2 separate regions of the Sus scrofa genome follow, and region 2 is linked to region 1. The links are chromatin contacts, called in public Hi-C maps. All regions are on one chromosome and are shown on one strand. The core of a region is the stretch at or near the end of the contact, and the rest is flanking DNA. Distances in the headings are between cores, read along the strand shown.

Region 1 (6,621 bases), core at 1,266-3,765:
ATGGGAAATAAAGAAAGGACAGGTGGAATCATACCAATTCTCATCAGCCACTCTATTCCTACACAGGAACTGCAAAAACCCCACTTGACAGGTAAAAACCAATGGTGTCATCAGAAGAATCAGAACAAGCAAACATATATGGAAATGTTGGCAACCTGTTCCCAAACTTCAAAGCAGACAGCTAGCGTTTTTGCTTTTTTTTTAAACTGAAGTATAGCTGCTGTACAACATTATATGTTACAGGTGTACAATACAGTGATTCACAATTTTAAAGGTTATATACTCCATTTACTGTTATTATAAAATATTGGCTCTATTTCCCATGTTGTACAATATATCCTTGTAACTTATTTTATACCTAGTAGTTTATACCTCTTACTACTTCCCCTTCCTCCATACTGACCCTCCCCCCTCACTCTCCCCACTGGTAACCACTAGTTCGTTTGCCTTATCTGTGAATCTGCTTGTTTCTGTTATAATCATTAGTTTGTTGCACTGTTTTAGATTCCACATATAAGTGACATCATACAATATGTGTCTTTCTCTGACTGATTTCACTTGGCACAATGCCCTTGAAGTCCATCCCTGTCACTGCAATAGCAAAATTTCATTCTTTTTAATGGCTGGGTAGTATTCCAACTGTGTGTGTGTGTATACACACACACACAAACACACATATTAGCGCACGCTCGTCCCCACCCCACCTGTTTTTTACCCACTTGCCTGTTGCTTCCATGTCTTAGCAACTGATTTTAAATAATGCTGCTATTAAACACTGGGTGCATGCATTTTTTTTTTTTTTTTTTTTTTTGCTTTTTAGGGCCAAACCTGCTGCATATTGAAGTTCCCACGCTAGGAGTCAAATTGGAACTGTAGCTGCAGGCCTATGCAACAGCCACAGCAATTTGGGATCCAGCCGTGTCTGCCACCTACACCACAGCTCATGGCAACGCTGGATCCACTGAGCCACACCCACTGAGCCAGACCAGGGATTGAACCTGCATCTTCATGGATACTAGTCAGGTTCATTACTACTGAGCCACAACAGGAACTCCGGTATCTTTTCGAATTAACGTTTCTATTTTTTTTTCAAATATGCACCCAGGAGTTAAACTGCTGGGACTTAATGGAAGTTCTATTTTTAGTTTTTTGAGAAAGCTCCATACTGTCTTCCATGGTGTCTGCACGAATTTACATTCCCACCAACAGTGTATGAGAGTTCCCTTTCCTCCACGTCCTTACCAATATTTGCTATTTGTGTTCTTTTTGATGATGGACATTCTGAGAGGTGTGTGGTGATATCTCATTATAGTTTTGGTTTGCATTTCCCTGACGATTAGCGACTGCTGAGATTGCTAGCTTCTTAAAGATACAGAAACCTGGAGTTCCCGTTGTGGCTCAGCGGTAACAAACAAGAATGGTTCTGATCCTTGATCTCACTCAGTGGGGTAAGGATCCTGGAGCCGTGGTGTGGGTCTCGCAGATCCCCTGCTGCTGCTCACCTAGCCTGGGAACTTATCACGTGCCGCAGGTACAGTCCTAAAAAGACAAAAACAAAAACAAACCAAAAACCCCCCAAAACCAAAAAGAACCCCCAACAAAACCACCCCAAAACCAAAAAAATCCAAAAACAAAAACTCCCGTTAAACTAAGTTCAGCAGCTCACATAAAAATACTTTCTACAAGCCTACTACAAGCAAAGTTTAAGGTGTCGTAGTCCGTCGTTAGACTGAAAAGGGGGCGGGGTGTGTAGATTTCAAGGGACACAACTCCAGATTTCACAGGGTGAACCACAGCTGTCAACAGACCGGTCACTCGGATTTAAAATTCCTACCAAGCTGCCAAGAAAACGAAAAACAAAAACAAAAACAAAAAAAGAAAGAGAAAAAGAAGACACCTACAAAACCTTTTTTCCCGCCTAACGAGTGGTAGGAAATGTTATGGACAGAATGCGAAACTAACATCAATGACATCTCCCACCCAACCAATCTCTGTTCAACCCTTCTGCGGGAGGCCTGGGTAGACAGAGACCCCAGGAGGGGATCTTAGCAAGGCTATCTGAAAGCACAGGTTTCCTTTCCTTTCCTAGTCTAGCCCACGTGCACTTAAGATGCTCTGCCGCCTGCAACTCGGAGATATGCCTTGCTCTTCGGGGAAACAATCGAGTCAGATTCTAACCTCACTCAGCGTCCCGAAGAGGCCATGCCGCCTCTCCACTAAGTCTGCTGAACGATGTCCCCGAAGCTGTGAGAAACCCGTGGTTACGACTTCGCGCTCAGAAAGGGGCGAAACGGCAACGAGGGCGTTCCAAGACTATCGCTCTCACCTTATAGAGAATGACCGTCCTGCCGCTGTCCGTCACTAGAAATTGGTCTGTTTTGTCGCTCTGCTCCACTCCTAGGGGTCCGTCAGGCCCAGAACCCAGGGGTACCGCAGTCAACGTGAATCCCTCCTCCAGGGCTGCCATTTTGGCCCAACTTACGCACGGCCGCGCAGCCCTCCCGGCAGGCTTCGCGCTTTCTCTCGCGAGAACTAGGAGGCCGACTGGCACTAAGTGAGAAACCTGCTTGCGGAGTCTGCGACCTCTGGCGGGCAGAGATCGCTAGTGGCGCTGCGGTCGACGTCGGGTGGGCGGGGCCTGGAACTTGCGTCTAGACTCCGCCTCCCAGGCCAGAGTCCCGAGTCCCGGATGCACCGCTCTGTGGGGAAAGGGTGGGTGGCAGGGGAAACCTTACCTGTTGGGTGGTATCGCCGCTGAGCCTTTTTCAGCTACGAATTTGAGAGGCTGAGGGGTGGGTGTGGCAAGTGGCGGGATATAAATAAACTCAATGTTTTCACTTGAAGCGAACTCTCTAGGAATTCCTTCCACAGCTTCTTGGAATAATGTCCCAAGGGAAAAATATTTCTCTCTTCAGATTAACTCTTAACGTGCTGAACTGAAATGCCTAATCCCCCCTGCTTCTCAGAACCCGCCGCAAAGATCTAGTCTCTGCGGCCTTTCGGGCCTCCCAGGTTTTCTCTCCCGGTTCTCTGAGCACCGGCGGGGACATCTCTCCAGCTTTTAGGAAATTCAGACTTGTCCCAGGAAGCGGATGACGTCTAAGGTCCCCCTGGGCAATTTTTGGCAAAGCCATTTCCTTGGGAGGTTTTTGAGATAAACGTGACTAACGCAGTCAATACTGTCAAAACTCAGAAAAGATAAATCGTGCATGTTCTTAGGGAGGAAACATCTAAATAGGCGATTACCAGGCCACAAGCATTACAACACAGGAGAAAGGCTATGCAGCTATTATGAAAGAAGTACGTAGCTACCGTAAATTCTTAATAAGGATAACAGGTCTTCTTTTTCTTTTTTTTTGTCTTTTTTGCCTTTTCTAGGGCCGCTTCCGCGGCATATGGAGATTCCCAGGCTAGGGGTCTAATCGGAGCTGTAGCCACCGGCCTACACCACAGCCAGAGCAACTCGGATCCGAGCCATGTCTGCAACCTACACCACAGCTCACGGCAACGCCGGACTTAACCCACTGAGCAAGGGCAGGGATCGAACCCGCGCAACCTCATGGTTCCTAGTCGGATTCATTAACCACTGCGCCACTACGGAAACTCCGAGATCTTATTTTTCAAAGTATCTAAGGCGTTTGGCTTTAAATTTGTGGCTCCTTTATTTGGAAAAGAAATACTGTGAGATTCAGCCTAGACATCCTGGCCTCTATGAAACCTTTCTTTTCCTCCCGGCACAATCAGCCTGTCTGGGGAATCGTGTTTAGCACCCACTGTCCATGTTTAGGATGCTAGCCTAGACACATCCTTCTCCAGGAAGTCTTCTCTGACTCTCTGAGACTGGATCAAATGTCTAATTTGGGGCACCAGTGTTATCAGAACATCCATTTGGATGGTTACTCATACATGTCCTCATATAGATGGCCGGTTACTCATACATTTCCTTCATTCTGTTTATTTCTTTGAAGGATTTATCACTAGTATCTGGCATAATGCCTGTCCCATAAATATTTGTGGGGCCAACAGTGAAAGCTTATTCATGGTATTGTATATGTGCTTTTCCTCTTTTTCAGCTGGACGACTTTAAAACAGGGGTTCTCAAACTTAGTGGTTTCAGGATTCCTTTACTCTTAAAAAGTATTGAGGACTGAAAAAAGCTTTTGTTTTCAATGGGGTGTATAAGGATTGATACTGACTGTATTAGAAATTAAAAGGGAAAAATTGATAAATAGATATTCATTCATTTTAAAATAATAAACCCATTACATGTGAACATAAATAATGTCTTTATGAAGAATAACTTGAAAAATAATTTTGTTAGAAGAGTGGCATTGTTTTACATTTTTGCAAATCTCTTTAATGTCTGGCTTAGTAACAGATAACCAGAGTATCACATCTGCTTCTGCATTCAGTCCCTTGTGGTATCATCTGACATATACTATAAAAGTGCCATGTAGTACACCAAAAACGGAAAGTAACGTCTGAATAGTTTGTCTTCACAGGATCTCTGGAAGGGTCTCAGGACCTAGAGTTGCCGTTGAAAAGCAATTTTAGGGAGCAAGGTTATCTGCCTAGAAAGGGGGAAAGAAGCTTCTCAGTTTCAGAAAAGGGGGATGGAGCAACCTTTCCAAGTGCTGGAGTCTGGACTAAGTGTAAAGACCATTGAGGGTGGAGTTCCCTGGAGGCTCATCGTTGGGTTAAGAATCTGGTGTTGTCACTGCTGTGCAGTGAGTTCCATCCCTGGCCTGGAAATTTCCACATGCCAGGGGCGTGGCCTCCAAAAACCGAAAAACAAAAGAGATCCCAAGGGAGTCAAAACAGGAAGAAAAACTGGGAGGGCTTTCACCTTGGAAGTGAAAACTAAGCCCTGCTGCCTGATGCTCAGAAGACCTCAGGACCAGGAAAAGAACAGCTGCACCAGGCATATTTCTGAACTTACAGATGCTAAGAATCGGAACAACTTCCGACTCTTATTTTTAGTCCTAGAAAAGATTACAGGACTGCAGATAGATTTTTTTTTCTTTCTTTCTCTTTTTGGATAGGTATAATGGGCTGAATTGTGTCCACCCCCCCTCCCCTCTAAACTCATATGTTGAAGTCCAACCTCCAGCGCCTTAAAATGTGGCTGTACTTGGAGCTAGGGCTTCAAAGTTCCCAGTTTTTAAAGTAATTAAGATGACAATGCTGCTGAGAATGCTTTTTTTTTTTTTTTTTTTTTTAATGGCCATGCCCACGGTATATGGAAGTTCCTGGGCCTGGGACTGAATCTGAGCCATAGCTGCAGCAACACTGGATCCTTTAATGCACGTCTCTGCAGTTGGATTCTTTTTTTTTTTTTTTTTTGTCTTTTGTCTTTTTGTCTTTTGTTGTTGTTGTTGTTGTTGCTATTTCTTGGGCCGCTCCCGCGGCATATGGAGGTTCCCAGGCTAGGGGCTGAATCGGAGCTGTAGCCACCGGCCTACGCCAGAGCCACAGCAACGCGGGATCCGAGCCGCGTCTGCAACCTACACCACAGCTCACGGCAATGCCGGATCGGTAACCCACTGAGCAAGGGCAGGGACCGAACCCGCAACCTCATGGTTCCTAGTCGGATTCGTTAACCACTGCGCCACGACGGGAACTCCCTGCAGTTGGATTCTTAACCCACTTCCCCCTAATCCAATATGACTGGTTTCATTATAAGAAAAGGAGATGAGGACACGGACAGAGGAGGCCATGTGAATACACAGGGAGAAGCTTGCTCTCTACAAGCCAAGGAGCGAGGCCAAAAGAAAAATCACCCTTGCTGACACACACACTTCCAGCCTCCAGAACGTGAGAAAATAAATTTCTGTTGTTTAAGCCTACACCACAGCCATAGCCACAGCAAGGTCAGATCCAAGCCATTTCTGCAACCTACACCACAGCTCATAGCAACACCAGATCCTGAACCCGGTGAGCAAGGTCAAGGATCTAACCCACATCCTCATGGATACAAATCGGGTTCATAACCCGATGAGCTACAATGGGAACTCCCTCCCATCATTCTCTTAACTTAGCAATGCATCTGTTTCCTCTTCATCATGGTTTTGTTTTTTTAGGGCTGCACCTGCAGCATATGCAAGTTCCTAGGCCAGGGGTCAAATCAGAGCTATGGCTGCTGGGCCTGCGCCACAGCCTCAGCAACGTGGGATCGGAGCTGCGTCTTCGACCTACATCACAGCTCTCGGCAATGCCAGATCCTTAACCCACTGATGGAGGCCAGGGATCAAACCCGCATCCTCATGGATCCCAGTCAGGGCCGTTAACCACTGAGTCATGAAGAGAACTGCCTCCTCATAGTTTTTAACTATTTTATTTGTTTGCTCTCTCACCTAGACTCCCCCACTGCATCATAAGCTTCTTAGGGGTAAGAGTCCCTGTTTGTCATATTCACCTATGCATATCCCTTTCCTAGCACTTAGGCACTCAGTAAAAATGTCCTTTAGCAGTTCCCGTCGTGGCTCAGTGGTTAACAAATCTGACTAGGAACCATGAGGTTGCGGGTTCGATCCCTGGTCTTGCTCAGTGGGTTAAGGATCGGTGTTGCCGTGAACTATGGTGTAGGTCGAAGATGCAGCTCCGATCCCAAGTTGCTGTGGC
Region 2 (6,042 bases), core at 2,780-5,279, 380 kb after region 1:
GAGTTGCAACAACAGAGGTGGTGAGAGATGGTCAGATCCTGGATACATTTTTGAAGGCAAAGCAAGATTTGCAGGTGGATTGAAGGTGGAGTTTGTGAAAGAGACAGGAGTGACTGTGGCTGAGCAATTTAAATAATGGAGTTGCCAATGACGGAGCCAGGGAGGACTGGGGTGGAGCATATTTGTGGGGGGAGGTCAAGAATTCAGTTCTGGACATGGTAAGTTTGAGATGTCTGTGAGTTTCAAGTGGTGATGGTAAGAAGTTGTTGGATAAGAGTCGGAGGCTCAAGAGAAAGCTCTGGACTTAAGCTGCAGGTTTAGAGTCTTTTCTCAGGGTAAAGATGGGATTTACACCCTTGAGACGGAAAGAGAAGGGGGGAGTGGTGTAGTTGAATGAGACCCCAAAACTGAGCCTAAGGGCTGAAAAGAGTAAGGTGTGGCCATTGAAGGGGTTGGGGAGAAAAAATGAGGGAAGGAAGGCGGAGGTGACTGGAGAATTATTCGAGGCTGTGGTTCATCCCAGTAGAATCAGAATAGAGTCTTGGTCATCATTCATGGTGGGCAAAGGGCCTGCCTCTAGCTGGTACGATCCCGATGGTCTAATGAGATGCTTCTGCACATGTTCACTGCTACCCCGCACTCTCACAACGGTCTGGTCATTCATTCAACAAGGATGGGCTGAAAGTTTGTATGTGCGCCAGGCCCTGGTCTAGGCACTGTGCGAACAAGCCAGGTAGGATGTGTCCTTACAGAGCTTACAAGCAAGGGGGTGGTGGTGCAAAAAATAAACAACCCAAATAGATAAACAAGAATATTTCTTTCTTTCTTTTTTTTTTTTGTCTTTTCTTTTTCTAGGGCTGCAGCCATGGCATATGGAGGTTCCCAGGCTAGGGGTCTAATTGGAGCTGCAGCCACCAGCCTATGCCAGAGCCACAGCAATGCCAAGATCTGAGCCTCGTCTGCGACCTACACCACAGCTCACGGCAACGCCAGATCGTTAACCCACTGAGCAAGGCCAGGGATCAAACCGCAACCTCATGGTTCCTAGTTGGATTCTTCAGCCACTGAACCACGATGGGAACTCCAAGTACATTTCTAACTCAGAGTGAAAGAATAGAGAATGACCCACTTTGGTTATGGGGATCATGAAAATTCTCTTCCAGAAGGTGACATCTGAGCAGAGACCTGTGTGCTAAAAAGGTGATGACCATCAGATGGGGGGCAGGGAGGGACAAGGATCTGGCTGGAGGAAGCTTCTGGTGCTGCAGGGGACGGTAGAAGACCAGTGTGTCGACGATGGTGGTGATACAGGAGCCACTCACACACGACCTTCTGGGCTATGGTTGGGAATTTGGTTTTATTCGAAATGTGATGAGGTCCCATGCAGTGGGGTTAAGCAGAGGAGTCACGCGATAGAGTTAACATTTCACAGACCTCGCCCGGGTTGATCAGACGGAAAATAGACTATAGGGGGTTAGAGCGGTGCTAGGGGAAGAGTTGCGAGGATTTTCTTTCTTTTTTTGTCTTTTTAGGGCCGCATTCGCAGCATAAGGCCATAGGGAGGTTTCCAGGCTAGGGCTTGAATTAGAGCTGTAGCCGCTGGCCTACACCACAACCACAGCAAGGCCAGATCCGAGCTGCGTCTGTGCCCCACATCACAGCTCACAGCAACGCTGGATCCTTAACCCACTGAGCGAGGCCAGGGATGGAACCTGCATCTGTCCTCATGGATACTAGCTGGGTTTGTTTCTGCTGAGCCACTGCGGGAACTTCAGGAAGGTTTTCTGGCACAGGCCATAGGTGGTGACTTGGACAAGGATGGACCAGGATGCACCTTGGATTAGATGAGTGAATGGGGCAAGCAGTCAAATATATCAAGCTCTGCTTTGGGTCCAGGCCTATATAAGGCCAAGAAAGGTACCTCGGGGAGACACGGTCCTTGCCCTCAGCTTACTTAGTGTTGAATTATGTGAAACTCAGACCACACACATAAAGGTGCCATGTAAACACAAAGCAACCAATAAATCAGTGCACAGGCGTGGCTAACTAGGTGCAGAAAAGGGACTGGAAACAGCAACTGGCTACCCTGCAAAGGAGAGACTTGGGAGCCTGTTTTCCAGTGGGCATCAGGCAGAAGGGTCCTGAGCAGCGCTACCCGCCCCAGCCCAAGCCCATGGCCTGCAGTTCATTGGATTGTCTAAGAACCTGGCTCCAGGCTCCAGTTTCCCAACTCATTCCGAGTTCAGAGAAACGGGTGACTCAGGGGAGGTCCCTCCCGGCACGCTACGTTCCCGGCCAGCCTTGAGTGACTCATTACCTCGCTCTCTCCCTCACCGCTGACCCCGGGCCAATCCCTTAATGAGTCTACACCCCACTCTTCTCATTTGGCCGGGACAATTGCCTGGTGGAATTTTTAGCTCCCCGGGGGCAGGGCTTATGTCAGCAATCGTCCAGGTTCCTCGAGAGAGGCTTCTCCTAGGGTCTGGAGGAGGGTAAAACCCCTGTGTGGACCCCAAGGCCCCAGACTCTCTCCAGGCACCCCAGGGGGGTTTTAATGCCCGTGCTTTCTTCTAATTTCAGAACCTTTCAACAGCATTTTATACACAATTCAATTTCGCAATTCCTGAGGTCCTGGAGGATTCTCCCTTGGACACCTCATGGTAGAAATTTGCTTGGGGAGGTGTGTGTGTGGAGGGGGGGGTAGAAGCAACCACAGCAGGCCCCCAAAGTTTGCAAAGCAGAGATCAAAGGCAATGGGAAGTGAAAGCGCCGAGGACTGAGAAACCTGCTCCAGGGGCAAGGGGACCCGGGCGCTAGGGGGGCGGGCCAGTGATGTGCTCGCCCGCGCAAACACAAGCGGGCAACGAGTAATGGGGGAGAGAGCTCAGCTCCCCTGCAATGAGCTAACCCGCCGCAGCAGAGGCTCAGGCGGCGCGCAAGGGCTACGGGGTCGCTCGCCTGGGTCCCCGGGCTGGCGTCTCAGCGCCGCCTACTTCCAATGTATCCTGTCGCAGACAGGCAACTCTTGAGCATCCCCCAACAAGCCTTGGGCGGGAGTGGCGCCCGCAGTCCTCCTCTCTCCCCATCGCCTGAGCTCGCCGCCCAGCTAAGACCCGGCAGGTGGACTGGAGCGGACGCACTCTCCTCCCGGCCCCAGCCCCCCTCCGGGACCCTCTCCCAAGCCGGGGTGGCTTCCGCGTCCCAGCCAACGCCCTCAGCCTGCACCCCAAGTTACCTGCCCCGGGAAGTCCCAGTTCGCACGCAGTCCGGACTGTAAAAGGGTGGATTCGGCAGAGCCCAAAGCCACATTCCTAGGGGAGGGGTCCCCACCTAGAGGGTTATGGATCGCGTTACTGGTCCAGGGGAGGAGACAGCGGAAGGGAGAGTAAACAGCGGTAAAAGTTGCATTTAGCTTAGTATCCCCCTCCCCCTCCCCAACACGCTGCGATGCCGGTTGACTCGGGGACACAGTGTCCGCCCAGATCCCGGAGCCCGACAGCCCCGGAGCGGTTTGGCCGGGCAGAGGCACCTTTCCGTTCGCGGAGGCCGCAGTCAGAGTGCAGGCTGAGCTGCAAGGGCTGCCGGGCTCCGGGGCCCGGAGGGCAACCCTAGGCTTCCCGGGGGCAGGAAGCAGAAGCCCGCCGCCGGGCACCAAGGATCTAGAGCAATAACAGACGCATAAATGCGCATAAATAAATCAATGAGCAGCTCTTTGCTGGCAGCAGCAGGGAAACCTCGGGCTGATTAAATGCAGACGTGGGGTGTCTGCCAGGACAGGAGGGCGGCGGGGCAAAGGGAACAGGCGTGGAGGCGAGGGGCGGGGGGAAGGGAGGCCAGGGGCAGAAGCAACCGGTAAGACCTAAAGCCACGTTTTTAAAAAAGGGGGTGAATTGTAAATGCAAACGGTCGGGAGCGGGGAGGGGGGGCGGGCTGCGGGCGTCGGGGCTGGCCCGCCACCCGGGGCAACTTTCCGGGCGGGAGGTGAGGCTGGAGGGGCGGCGCCGGCGGCGGGAGGCGGGAGTCGGGGGCCGAGGGGGGGAGTCACTTTAAAGGCTCTTTCTTACCCATAATGCTTTGTGGGGACGTTGACAAGTGGATCCAAGATGGCGTAGAAAGTAATGACAGGTAAGTCCTGACTTCCCCCTTCTCTGCCGCTGGGACCGCTCCGCGAGCTGCCGGAGCCCTCCGGGGAGGGGACTGGACACCCCTACGGTCCCCGGGCTCCCGGGAGGGGCGGCCCCGGGGCGGGCCGGGGGCCCAGGCGGCCCGCGGCGGGGCCTGGGAAGCGGGGCTCTTCGAGGCGAGGCCCGGACGCTGGGGCTGTTTACAGCTTCTTCCCCTCCTCGGTCCCCTTCCCCTCCGCTGGGGGCCGCGGCGCCCTCGACCCAGGCGGTGAAGGGGACCTCGCAGACCCGGGCCGCGAGCCTGCGGGAGGTTCGTCCAGCCCCAGGCACTTCGGGAGGGGGAGTCGAGCCTCCTCGCACGCTCCCCTCCTCCGGGTCGCGGCTGGGGGTGGGGAGCGTGCGGGCCTCCCACGCCCCGCTCGATTGCCCCCTCGGGGTTCGGACTTCTACTCGAGGTGGGGGCGGGGGCCGGAGGGTGGGCGTCGGCAAAAGTGGGTCAGGAGTGCGCCCCCTCCCCCGCGGAGGGCTCTTGCCCCAGCTTCACTTTCTTCACCCCTTTCTCCGCCCCCTCCTCGGAAATTCTCATTGGCCCATAAACACATCAACAAAAATAAAAACAGACTCTCCTTTCCTGGAGATTCCTTGAAGACTCCCCTTTTCCAGAGCTAAGGGCCTGCATTTTTATCTAGGGAACTTTGATTCTTCTCCCCCCAAATTATTGGAGTCTGCTACACCCTCCCCTGTTGAGAATCCTCCAGCTAGGACTGGAAATCAGCATCTTAGGATTCTTCTTGGGTTGAGATCCTCAGGTTTTGTTTGAAACTCAAAATCGTTATCCTTCTCCCTTAGCACTTACACTTTTCAGGCAAATCATTAATATAATATGTATAAATCCAGAAACAGTGGATTCCTAGAGCTGGGGGCGGGGAGGGAGTGGGGGATGAATAAGTTGTCCTGGCTAGTTTGTTCTTAATTTTACCCTCTCTTAAACTCATGTTAATGAATTTCTTCTTCATTTCTTCTTTTGTTTTTTTGAAAGTCAAGTCAGTCAGTGCTGTTTAAGAGATGACTAGAGATGACTTTTTATGTTTTTGGATTTGAAGAGCATTTTATAATCTATTTTATCACACAGAGAGGAAATGTTTTTATTTTAAAGTAAAACAAACAGACTCACTTACAAAGCTGCATACTGTACCGTTTTGGTAACTTTTTCCATTTGAAATTTAGGTGCTCTTTCACTTCAAGCTGATAAAATATTTGCTACCTAGCATGTCTGTTACTGGTGTTGTATAGACACATTTTACTTTTTCTATTTGCCTCAGGAATTGGATGAAGTAATTGATCACTAAAGAACTACAGTGCTGGTGAGATGTGTAAGGTGAGACTGCGGTTAAAAATGATTTACCTTTTTTTCTTCTTTATTTTAATCAAGTCCTAAGGGTGAGACCGAGACTCCGTAATGTGATGGGGCCATCTTTAGTTCCAAATCACTGACTTAGAGGGTGTAGAGGCAGGAGTAGGTTTAGGAAGGCAAACTGTGTCAAGTGTATCAAACTTCAGTGACTTCAACATTCTCAACCATAGTGGGGCTTATCCAGAGTCAGATGTTATTCGCAGCCATCCTTGATCTGTATCTTCACCAGGGGTAATTATAGTTTGCCTATTTAAATTTCCTTTTGTAACTTTAATTGAATGTCTTAATTTTATCTTTGTTTTGGTGTCCATCGCTTACTCTGCATTGAGTGTTAGTGATTGTGTATGTGGATGTTGTCTGTTCGAAGTTTATAGAACTCCTGTAAAGTACACCCTTTCCACTGGAAAGAATTACCTTATGCACATCTTGCTTCTATTTTCTGTAAAATGGAATAGTACTTGTCTCTCTCATAATTATTTTGAAATAAAAATGGTAGTGTTGTGT

Evidence for each region. A called contact is a pair of places that touch in the nucleus more often than the background predicts.
Region 2: a contact with region 1 is called in a Hi-C map of liver, with 10 times the contacts expected there. The contact joins the promoter of HELZ here to the promoter of NOL11 in region 1. A contact is called at or near these places in 1 of 5 promoter capture datasets (liver) and 2 of 47 Hi-C or Micro-C datasets (epiblast stem cells and liver).

The regions. Positions count from the first base shown.
Region 1 is chr12:14,031,543-14,038,163 of Sscrofa11.1, reverse strand. It overlaps NOL11 (nucleolar protein 11), which reads right to left and starts at 2,515. Exons shown (of 18, transcript XM_003131277.5): 1 at 2,327-2,515. The coding sequence starts at 2,467.
Region 2 is chr12:13,652,966-13,659,007 of Sscrofa11.1, reverse strand. It overlaps HELZ (probable helicase with zinc finger domain), which reads left to right and starts at 4,029. Exons shown (of 34, transcript XM_021066750.1): 1 at 4,029-4,125; 2 at 5,447-5,502. LOC102161720 (a long non-coding RNA gene) reads right to left here and starts at 3,915. Exons shown (of 2, transcript XR_001299812.2): 1 at 3,236-3,915.